2 separate regions of the Sus scrofa genome follow, and region 1 is linked to region 2. A link is a contact called in public Hi-C data. All regions are on one chromosome and are shown on one strand. The core of a region is the stretch at or near the end of the contact, and the rest is flanking DNA. Distances in the headings are between cores, read along the strand shown. Region 1 holds the start of RBX1 (E3 ubiquitin-protein ligase RBX1). Region 2 holds the start of L3MBTL2 (lethal(3)malignant brain tumor-like protein 2).

Region 1 (2,700 bases), core at 87-2,586, 240 kb before region 2:
CTGCGTCTGCAACCTACACCACAGCTCATGGCAACACCGCAACACCGGATCCTTAACCCACTGAGCGAGGCCAGGGATTGAACCTGTGTCCTAATGGATGCTGGTCAGATTTGCTTCCACTGAACCACAATGGGAATTCCTTTACTGAGATTTTTTGAAGCATTTATTTGTTGACTTGTGTGTTACTTCCCTACCAGAAGTTTCACTCCTTCATCAGTCTCTCCCATCTATAATAGTACCTGGGGTATATATACATTATGAGACCTATATACATACATAGGACCCCAGGTCCTATTTCATATATATTTATATATATATAATACATAGTTAATGAATACATATTATATATATAGTTACATTCAGTGAAAGTGTTGAATGAAGGATAAATATGCCCTCGATACCTTAATTTACTATGGGTTTCTAGTATTCCTGCGGGAACACAATAAATTAGATGACAGAACTCTTGATATGGAATCATTCATTTAACAAAACTTGGTCTTAGAAAAACTTGGTAGTGTTCCTACTAAAACTTTAAGGTCTCTCACAAGTCTTCTCTCTCTACTCCGGTTAAAGCTGCGGCGTTTTCACAGATTTGTTTTCCTGTTTAAAATTAAGACAAGGAAACAAACCCTACTTCTGGTTTAACAGTGGAGTCAAGACCATCCATTACTCTTCAGCTTTCTTTTAAGAGAAGATACGAGATTTCAAATAAGCCAATACAAGATTTAAGAGTGATCTAGCAGTCATACCTCTGCAAGATTAGAGATGAAAAAAAAGTGGAGAGGTGGTCTACAAATGGGAAGGTGATAGAAAGCACAGGTGCTTTGGCTGGAAAGGTGCTATGGCCCAAGGAGGCTAGGACCTCAGGCCGGGCTCAGAAGTGGGTCAGGATCTGAGAAAGACCACTAAGAGTGAGGTCTTGGGTTTCCGCAGCAGGAGGCGGGACGCCCACCCTCGCCCTTTCCCCGGAAGAACGCGACGAGGACCCGCGGGCACTGGAGCTGCGCGGCGGCGGGGAAGGATAGGCTGTGCGCGGGCTGCAGGTCGCGGCCGAGGCGGAGGAAACAGCCGCCGCCCCTGCGGAGGGAGTGAGGCCGGGGGCTTCCCGAGGAAGGGCGATGAGAGCGAGTCCTTTCGAACATTTCCACCCGGCTCTCTCGCGTCGGCCCGGCCCCGCCCGGCCCCGCCCCAGCAGCTCCGGCAACCGCCTCCTCCCAGCCGACGCGGGGTAGAGTGGGGGGCGGGGGGAACCAGCACCAGCGCCTTTAAGAGGCGTGGCCACACGCTCCGCCCCCACTTGCCCCTCGCGCGCCAGTGAGGGGTGGGGTGCGGGAGGAGGTGTCCGGACGGGAGGGGGAGTGAGACGTGCGCTGGCGCGCAGGCGCAGTAACGAGACGACAGATCGTGTGTTTCCAAAATGGCGGCAGCGATGGATGTGGATACCCCGAGCGGCACCAACAGCGGCGCGGGCAAGAAGCGCTTTGAAGTGAAAAAGGTTGGGTCTCGCCAGCGCCTTCCTCAGGGAAACTAGAGAGGCGCGGATCTGGCTGGCAGGCCCAGGATGACCAAGGCGCGGAGGAAAGGGCTTCATTTCAGGGCGTTCCGGGGACCGGGTACCACCAAAGGAAGCCGGGAGGCGGGTCTTAGGGTTGATCGGCGTGACTGCGGCCCACTGTCAGTGCCAGTGTTGGTTTCGCTCGGAGGCTGAGGGGCCAATCACGGAGGTGCTTATTGAGATGCGCGGGGTTGCGACTTGGATGCAGGAGCCAAGCGCCTGAGCTGTCACTGGAGTGGTGGAGGGGTGGGGAAGGCGAGGGTGGGGCGGGTGGAAGGGGGAGTCGAGGGCTGCGGTGGGTGGAGGATGGGACAGTACGGCCCAAGCCGGGAACCTGAGGTCCTACCGCATTGGAGGCTTCTGAGGACCGGGCTAGTGATCTCCGTGCCCCGCCCCTATCCAAAGCTTGGGGTCCCTCTGAGGAACCTCGACCTGGTCCTCGCCTAATCGAGGCCTCCATTAGCCCTCTCTGGCCCTCGCCCCTGCCGAGTTAGTTTCTCGAGTGTAACTCTTGGCTCTTCTGAAAGGTCTGTTGATTTGTTACACAGCCGCCCCAGTCCTGCGGTCATATCCAGAATCCCCATCCGAAAAAAAAAAAAAAAGGCATGGTGGAATTTGTTAAAAAGAAAACGGAGCCCAAGTATTGTTTCAAGTAGGGAGGGTTGAATACAAGTTGCGAACAACCTGGTAAAGTGGGAAAGAAGAAATGTGGAACGTGTCTTTTTGCATGAAATGCCTTACAGTGATTTGCCAGCAGTTTGGGAGAAAAGTGCCCATCCCACATTAGATAAAACAAATCTGTCCAAAATGAAGATTCCAAATAGGGAAGATTTTATCCCTGGAACATCTAGCTAAACCCTGACGGTATTCCCCCGTCTAATGCGTTTTGGCGTTTCATTGTGGGCACTGCATGCTCAGTTACAGCCAGCAGCCATATTGAAGAATAGAAGTAAGATTTTTTTTTTCTTCTTTCCTCCAAGTTGAAGCTGTCGGTGAAAAGTGTTGAAGAAGTTGCTAGACATTGAAAATTAGGTTTGAAGGAGATGAAGGTTTGGGACGTGTCACCAAATTAGGGGGTGAAAGGGAGTTTGGGAATATTTATTGCAGAAGCCAGAGGTTGAATTATTGAAATACCACTTTTAGAT
Region 2 (2,700 bases), core at 36-2,535:
GAGCTAAGTCAAGCAGAATTCTTTTCTTTTCTTTTTTTTTTTTGGTTTTTTGTCTTTTTAGGGCCACACCCACAGCCTATGGAGGTTCCCAGGCTAGGGGTCTCATCAGAACTGTAGCCGCAGGCCTACGCCACAGCCACAGCAATGCCAGATCTGAGCTGTGTCTTTGACCTACACCACAGCTCACGGCAACACCAGATCCTTAACCCACTGAGTGAGGCCACGGATCGAACCCACAGCCTCAAGGTTCCTAGTCAGATTCGTTAACCACTGAGGCACAAAGGGAACTCCAAGAATTCTTAACTCCAAACTCATTCATTCCTTGTACAGTTTCTAACCACTACAGAATATGGTCCCACTGTCTACCTATCCAGAGTAGACAGGCACCTTTACCCAGAGTCACTCTGGATTCCTCCCTCTTCCAAACCTACTCCAAACAATTAATTACTGCCTCCAATATATTTCTCAAATTCTTCTACTTTTTTGCCAGCCTTCTAAGTCTGGCCTGATTCAAGCCACCATCATCCTTCCCCTGGATCAGTACAAGTGCCTTCTAACTTGTCTCCTTGCTGCTTCTCTCTCTCTCTCTCTCTGTTTTTGGCCTCACCGGTGGCATGAAGAAGTTCCTGGGCCAGAGATCAGACAAGCACTACAGCAGCAACCAGAGCCCAGCAGAAATAACTGCTGTATACTTAACTCCTTTCTTTCTCTTTCTCTCTTTCTTTTTCTTTCCTTCCTTCTTTTCTTTTTTCTTTTCAGGGCCCCAGGTGGGGCATATGGAAGTTCCCAGGCTAGGGGTCAAATCGGAGCTATAGCTGCTGGGCCAAGCCATCCCAGATCCAAGCCACGTCTGTGACCTACACCACAGCTCACAGCGACGCAGGATCCTTAAACCACTGAGCCAGGCCAGGGATAGAACCTGCATCGTCACTGATGCTAGTTGGGTTCCTAACCAGCTGAGCTACAACAGGAACTCTAAGCACCCTAAATTTCTAATCAGGGAGAGTGCGAAATTATTCCCAGCTCCTGAACAGTGCGTATCTTAGGTAGTCAATGATGTTTAATGAAGAATGGGGTCAGAATGATGTAAACAGCTCTACGTGGATAAAGGGTAACAGTCCCCGCAAGCCGCAGCAGGGCTAAGGCGGGGGGCTTTCCCCTTCGTTGTGGCAACGCCCGCTTCAGCACGCACCCACTAGGGAACTACAAGTCCCACAAGCGCCCGCTGCTTCCCCACCTCCAAGAGAGGCGGGCCGGGGGCTAGCGCGGAACCGGCTTTTCCTCTTTCCCGCAGCCTGATTGGCCCGAGGCTCTGAGAGGCGGCCAATGAGTGCGCTCGGGAAGAGCGGCCAGGCCAATATGGCTTCCTGCACCTGGTGACGGTCGAAGAAAGGGTGTTAGGTCTCATGGAGAAGCCCCGGGGCGTCGAGGTGAGAGGGAGCGGACGTCTCGTGCCTGGGGAAGGGAACCCCGGGAGCCTCACTCGGTGGACCCTTCCTCAGGCCTTTGAGCGACGCCTGGAGGGTGGAGGGCGGGAGGATGGATACACAGGTAGTGAGGCTGAGCGGGCCGGAGGCGATTGGCCGTGCTTTTTGCTCGCGCGCCGCTGGAGCCGAGGAGTTGAGGGAGGAGCAGCCCCTCTGGCCTAGGGGAAGGGGAGTGGGGTTCAGGATCTGAGCGCTCCAGCATCGTCTTCCTCCTCCTTGTCTCGTGGCGGTGGTCTTTCGTGATCGTGAGGGAGGCCTGTCACATTCCGATGGGAAGTAAAGGAAGATTAAAGTTTCATGAACAGTCCGTTTATTAAAGTTTAATAAACAGTCCGTGCCTGGAGCGTTCACGTGCATTATCTCTCCGATACTCAGCAGTCCTATGTTATTGTCTGGTTTGCATGGTTCGAGTGGCTGAGGCTTAGAGAGGTGATGAGCCTTCCCAGGAGAGTCACAGGGCTGTAAAGTGTAGATAGTCACTAAGTCTGCCAAGTTCCAAAACTCGACCTGTCTTATCTTTTCCACTGTACCACAACCTGTAACCCACTCATCCAGTAATCATTTGGCTCCTGGTCACCTTACATTTGAATTTGGTGACCTTTCTAGCATATTTGCATATGTAGGTTTGTTTTTGTTTTGTTTTTGTTTGTTTGTTGCTTTTGAGGGCTGAACCCACGACATATGGCCGTTTCCAGGCTAGGGGTTGAATCGGAGCTACAGCCGCCAGCCTATGCCACAGCCACAGCCACAGCAACGCCAAATCCGAGCTGAATCTGGGGCCTACACCACAACTCACCACAACGCCAGATCCTTAACCCTCTGAGGGAGGCCAGGGATCGAACCCACAACCTCATGGTTCCTGGTCGGATTGGTTTCCGCTGCGCCAGGAGGGGAACTCCTGTAGTTTTAAATATAAAGTGGAAGAGCTCAAAAACAATACAAGGGTCAAGGAGAATAACCATAAAGTGGAGAATAAAAGTTATAACTCAGTTTTGAACTTTCAGTAACTGCTGGAAACAGCTAGACTTGAGGCATCTTAGCAGTGTTCACAGCAGTCCTCTATAGAAGGTGTTGTTATTATATCCTTGGTACTGATGGAGAAACTAAGAGCAGTAGGTTAAATATCTTAACACAGAATCCCACAGGTGATAATAAGTGGGAGAACTTGGATTCAAACTCAGGCAAATCTGGTTTGAGAACCCATGCTTTTAAC

The links. A called contact is a pair of places that touch in the nucleus more often than the background predicts.
Region 1: a contact with region 2 is called in a Hi-C map of liver, with 3 times the contacts expected there. The contact joins the promoter of RBX1 here to the promoter of L3MBTL2 in region 2. A contact is called at or near these places in 1 of 47 Hi-C or Micro-C datasets (liver) and 1 of 2 datasets of contacts at active chromatin or transcription factors (alveolar macrophages).

What each region holds. Positions count from the first base shown.
Region 1 is chr5:7,514,024-7,516,723 of Sscrofa11.1, reverse strand. RBX1 (E3 ubiquitin-protein ligase RBX1) reads left to right here and starts at 1,336. Exons shown (of 5, transcript XM_021091464.1): 1 at 1,336-1,495. The coding sequence starts at 1,418.
Region 2 is chr5:7,276,218-7,278,917 of Sscrofa11.1, reverse strand. L3MBTL2 (lethal(3)malignant brain tumor-like protein 2) reads left to right here and starts at 1,285. Exons shown (of 17, transcript XM_021091462.1): 1 at 1,285-1,430. The coding sequence starts at 1,407.